2 separate regions of the Ovis aries genome follow, and region 2 is linked to region 1. Evidence: chromatin contacts called from public Hi-C data. All regions are on one chromosome and are shown on one strand. The core of a region is the stretch at or near the end of the contact, and the rest is flanking DNA. Distances in the headings are between cores, read along the strand shown. Region 1 has its middle 260 kb from the start of TRNAF-GAA. Region 2 holds the start of AIG1 (androgen induced 1).

Evidence for each region. Hi-C and Micro-C count contacts between places; a contact is called where the count stands out from the background.
Region 2: a contact with region 1 is called in a Hi-C map of muscle, with 4 times the contacts expected there. The contact joins the promoter of AIG1 here to the enhancer-like site in region 1. A contact is called at or near these places in 5 of 16 Hi-C or Micro-C datasets (hypothalamus, liver, muscle and 2 more).

What each region holds. Positions count from the first base shown.
Region 1 is chr8:67,337,558-67,340,346 of ARS-UI_Ramb_v3.0, forward strand. No RefSeq gene overlaps it. Among named protein-coding and RNA genes, the nearest start is that of TRNAF-GAA, 260 kb to the left of the region's middle. Within about 2 kb of position 1,289, at least 7 of the 54 cell types and tissues checked have an H3K27ac peak or open chromatin away from gene starts, as enhancers often do. A contact at or near this core is called in muscle, where this site is marked.
Region 2 is chr8:67,706,761-67,709,507 of ARS-UI_Ramb_v3.0, forward strand. It overlaps AIG1 (androgen induced 1), which reads left to right and starts at 1,341. Exons shown (of 5, transcript XM_060419759.1): 1 at 1,341-1,512. The coding sequence starts at 1,372.

The DNA.
Region 1 (2,789 bases), core at 39-2,538:
GAGGGCTCCTGGTGAAGAGTTACTTGAGGCTCTCTTTTGTGGAGAGGGGGTGTTTCCCAGGGAAACAGTGTCACAGGCCTGAGAGGGAACTCCAAAGGTGTTTACAGTGATTGGCCAGAATTCTGCTGGTGTATTTTAATCCTGCACTGATATCAGCTTGGGCTTCCCAGATAGCTCAGCGAGTAAAGAATTCGCCTGAAAGGCAGGAGACACGGGAGACATGGGTCCAATTCCTGGGTCGGGAAGATCCCCTAGAGGAGGAAATGGCAACCCACTCCAGTATTCTTGTCTGGATAATCCCATGGACAGAGGAGCCTGGAGGGCTACAGTCCAAAGGGTTGCAAAGAGACATGACTGAGCAACTGAGCATGGTATCAGCTTGATGTTAATAAGCATGGGGGAAAGGGATAAATAGAAGAAATTTCTGTCTTATTCCTAGGGATAGGGCCAATTTAGGACATATATTTGTGTCGGCCATGGGGTTGGCACCAGGATAGGGCTGTCTGGGCAAAGCTCAATGGCAAGAGTTGTTTATACAAGATGGCCTGAGGCAGTGGGCACTGGTCTAGGGTCAAAAGCATTTGGAGACCCACAGGGGACTTCTGAGTTATCCCTTCTTCTAAGGATAACTCAGAACATCACTGTGTGCTAGCTTTCTCCTCTAAGGTGGAGATGGGTGTGGAGTTCTTAAAGAGCTAAGTGAGACCTGATATTTTCCAAAATATGGGAGGGAGCATTCATTTTCAGAAAATTCCTAGTGTTATTCATCAATTCCCCCAGGATTTGTGAAGGCCCTGCTCTGTGCCCAGTGCTGGTCACTATTGCATTGCAGGGCCCCGGGGCTCTCGAGACAGAAAGGCTCTTGCTCAGCTGTGCTGGGGAAACTGGGCCCAGCTGCTGGAGAAAGCCCCAGCTGGGGTCTGCAGGGAGCTTCAGGCCAGGAAGCTTCCTCTCGGCCTCCCCTCCAAACCCAGAGGAGCGCACTCTCTCCACCCTCCTCTGCTGCCTGCCAGAATTTCCAGATTTGTTCTGTTTTGCAGTTTGCATCAAGCCACACTCAATCCCAACTCTAGCAGAAGGCATAAATTAACATTTTATTATGTGTACTTGTTAGGGTCTCTCTTAAAGCAGACATGCAAATGTGAGGCTCCATAGTCAATGAGGGTATACCCGGATGAACTGAAAATAAACCAGGTGGCTCTGGCCAAACCCTTGGAAAGCAGGACCTCGCTGAGCTATCCTGGGACAAATACTCACCTCAGTTCCCGCCCCCGGTTGTTTACCCTGGCCCCCGGCCATTTCCTGCTCTGTTTGGCACCCCAGCCCTCCCTGTCCAGCTGCCATAGGCTCCTATGACTCCTGGTCGACTTTCATTTACAAGGAACCAATTTCACAAGCAGCTGTAGGTGAGCCTTTTACGGGCCTCTGGTGAGTGAGTGGGAGGCCTGGGGGCCTTCTCCATCAAGCAGCTGGACAAATACATCTGCCTTGGCCTTCCACGGGGACCGGGCTATTTTGAGGCTCCCTCTGATTGGCTCTTGCTGTTACTGTGCCTTTAATTCCAGCTTATAGCTCTTAAAACCTTATATAACAGGAACCTCAAGTTGGATGGAGTTTGATTGGATTTGGCTTGGCTCAAGTGGAGGAATTAGTAAAACCAAAAGTGAGAACCACTTGATATGCCACTTAGAGCTCTGCCAGGTGAAAATATTAATTGTTCTAAAGTGTTTCTTAGAATGCTGCTTTGGTCATATATTTTTGTGTATGGATTGGGGAAAGTCAAACAGGGGAAAGAGGGAAAGAAACTTTTCCCTACTGCTGTTTTAATTTTCCAGGATCTCTTTTGTATCCCTTTTATTTTGTGTTATTATAAATAACTGCCTTCATATAAGCACGTGTGGGACAACCCCACCCAAACAATTAAACAATCAGAGAAGGCAATAAAAGAAAGGAAGATGACAGAACCTTCCAGAGTCCATCCTGGGGCATCTGATTAGAACCAAAATCTTGGGTCTAACCTTGTAGGTGGAAGAGCTTGATTCCAGTGGCCTTGTGTCAGCCTATGTGTGCCCAGTGAGCATTCACAGGGTAGAATATTTGAGCCTCTTTACCTTACAGGCTGGGCTTTGCAGGTGGCTCAGTGGTAAACAATCCACTTGCCAATGCAGGAGACACAGGAGATGTGGGTTCGATCCCTGGGTGGGGAAGAGCCTCTGGCGCAGGAAATGGCAACCTGCTCCAGTATCTTGCCTGGAAGATTCCATGGACAGAGGAGCCTGGTGGGCTACAGTCCATGGGGTTGCAAAGCGTAGAGCACAGCTGAGCACACACACACACCTTACAGATACACAGGAAGTCACCTTTCAGAGGGCCCTGTATAATGAGTTTGTCTAGGGATGCCTCCTGGGTCCTGGCTCCAGCCACCCAACTGCTTCCAGGCGAAGGCTGCCTGACCACCGCCCCACCCACCCCTGTGGTTCTTATGAAGCTTCCACGTGGATTTCGAGCACTCATGGATGCTCTGGTAGCAATGGTTGCAGCTCTGAGGGACCCGACTCCCCTGCCACACTGCTGCCTTGATTTTATTTTTCTTTCCCCGCAGATGCTTCTCTAGTTCCCTCCTCCCTCCTCCCACCTCTATTCCAGCTTTTCCGCTTCTCAGCTCTTCTTAGCATCTCATTTCACCTTTCTACTCGGCAGAGAGCTGTGTGGGGTTCTTACCTTCCCCCAGTGGCATTTAAAGTGTTTCTTGGTGCAAAACATCCTATTCATTGCCATAGAAACAGGAA
Region 2 (2,747 bases), core at 91-2,590, 370 kb after region 1:
ACCATGGAGCATTGGACACACACGTTTTAAAAAATGCACCCAACTTCTACATGAAGATAAAATCAGGCTTTGTCAGTAATTAATAGTTTTATGCTAGTAGAATCTTCTTGGAATTATCTTGATTTGGGGAACACTATAATTTCTATTAGCATAATTATAAGGCCAATTAGAAAATATATACTGGTTTTCTCTGGGTTAAGAGCTTGGGTGGAAAAATTCAGGAAAACATTCATGAGTTGCTACTTTACCTCCGGCACTCTGCTCATCCTGCTCTGACTCCACATTTTCTGACTCGGAGACTATTTGCAGAGGACACCTGTTTTAAATGTACCAACAGGAAATACCTATGTTGTCTTTTCATAATCTGATGCTGCATCTGGTTAGCTGAAATGTGACGCTGCCCACAGACTGAAGCAACTTCAGTGTGACAGCATTTACTGGAAGGCAGAGGGAATCCAGTTTATATTTATTTTCCTTCTATTAAGATCTGGCATTGTAGCATAAAAAAAAAAAGGGGGGGCAAAACCAGTTTAACTCTCAAAAGATTAGTATTAAATTACATACAGGAATTTTACATCTAGACTCAGTATAATTTGCCCTTAATGCATAGAACTGTTGTCTGACAATGCTTGCTTTATAACATTTTATTTATAAACTTTTTGTCCAGTCTGTCTTGTTATATATCGATAGGATATTTATTAATATAAACCTTCAGTGGAAAAGTGCAGGGCAGTCTGCCCGCTGGAATAGAATTAACAAGGGAATTTCATAATGATTAACGGTAGTCTAGCATTAAAATTCCAACTGGGTCCAAACGCAAGCAAGTCACAGGAGGCGGGTGGGATGCGCGGTTTACACCCCACGTGCACGCCTCCGACGGTGCCACTCGGCCAGCAAGTCCTCGAGCTGGACCGTTGGTCCACACTGGGGTCCCCTCCTTCCGAGCGGGTTTCCAGGCCCCGGTGCCCGGCCCCGCGCCCGCCCAGCCCGGGCCGCGCTCCGTCTTCGCCCGGCAGACGCCGCGGGCCGCGGTTCCCGGAGCCCCATGCGCGCTCCTCGAGCCCCGGCCGCCCTCGGAGGCCGCCCACCCGCTCCTGGGACTCCGAAGGGGTGTCCCCGGCCAGGTCTCCAGGGCTGGCGAAGGCAGCAGCAGAATGACGGAGATGACGAAAGAGCTGACGCCACGCCGCCCACCCGGCCGCCGCCGGAGCCCGCACACGCCGCCCCGCCCGGGCGGTCGCCCGCGCGCTCGCGCTCGCGCCGGTCCCGCGGGGCGCGCCCCGCCTCCTCCCGCCCCGCCCCGCCCGGGGTTCCCACGGCGCCCGCCCGCGCCCGGCGCCGTCCTCCCCGCCGCCCAGGCCTTTGGCGAACATGGCGCTTGTCCCCTGCCAGGTGCTGCGGGTGGCCATCCTGCTGTCCTACTGCTCTATCCTGTGCAACTACAAGGCCATCGAAATGCCCTCGCATCAGACCTACGGAGGGAGCTGGAAATTCCTGACGTTCATTGATCTGGTAAGGCCGCCCCCCTCCCCTCCCCCGTCCTCCCCGCACCCGGAACCCGCGTGTGTTTGTGGGTGCGTCGGCGTCTGCGCGCGTGCCGCCGGCATCTAGCCGCGTCCTCGATTCTTCCCCAGTGACTGCGTCTCAAAGGCCCCGCTGCCCCCGCAGCAGTACCTTCGGAAGCACCCAGCGTTGCCTGGTAGCTGGGGCACAAGTGCAGATGGGTCGCAGCCAGGTGGTGGGCTCTTTGGAGGGGAACACACACCTGCTTCTAAGAGGTGCCTTGGGAAGATTCTCCTCTTAGCAAATGGATCGGACGACCTTGATCAGGAGCGGCCTGGGACCCATTCGACCCCCAGGATGCTTTCCCGAGCACCCACCGTGGGATCAATTTGCAGCAGCTGGAAGACACTGGCTATCTTCGAATGACTTGAAGCTTCCTCTGAAAGGACCAGAGTCCTCCTCACAAAGAAGAGAAAGCTCCTCAGAAACAAGAGAAATCGCCTAATAAAGTTGTCTTCCTTTTATCTGGTTTTTTTGCCCCTTGTCACTAATTTACTTCCAAACTTTGTCCTCAGAAACATTAGAAGAGAAAGATTTTCCAAATGTATTCTCATCGCTGCACTTCTCCCTATCTTACCGTGTAAAAGTTCACAGTAGTTTGCATAAGCAACTCCTCTGTTGGCACAACATCATGGCCTTGGAAGTTGTAGTTTGTTCCCTTTCTTTTCGACAGCTTACAACTTCTGGCACTAAAAGGGCCAGAGAATCAGCCTGAGCATAAGACTCAATAAGGACATGGGGTGGAACCTAGGAACTTCAAGGTGATAGGTGACTAAGACGAGCTCAAACACACAGTAAAAGATGGTCAAGTACGAACAGAGAAAAGTGAGAAGTTCTAGGGACTAGAGAAAATGTAGAACCCAGTAAAACCGGTCGCCAGACCTACCACTACAGGAGGTTCCGCTGCACAAACGAGATTGTAATCTCTTATTGTTGACCCTTCATTTTGATGAAGAGAACTTGATAACTGTTTTGAGATGCTTCCAAAGGCTGAGGATCCTTCAAAGAAATGCAGTCAGCGGGAGTTTTGTGTAGAAATGCCATTTTAAATCTGTATCTTGTTAGATATGTTCTGAGAGGAATTAAAGTCATTTTTTTCTCAGCACTCTCCAAATTGGGCACCAAGACTGCCCAGGACATAGTGTTTCAGGGGTTTCAATTTTCAGTTCCTCAACTTCCAGGTC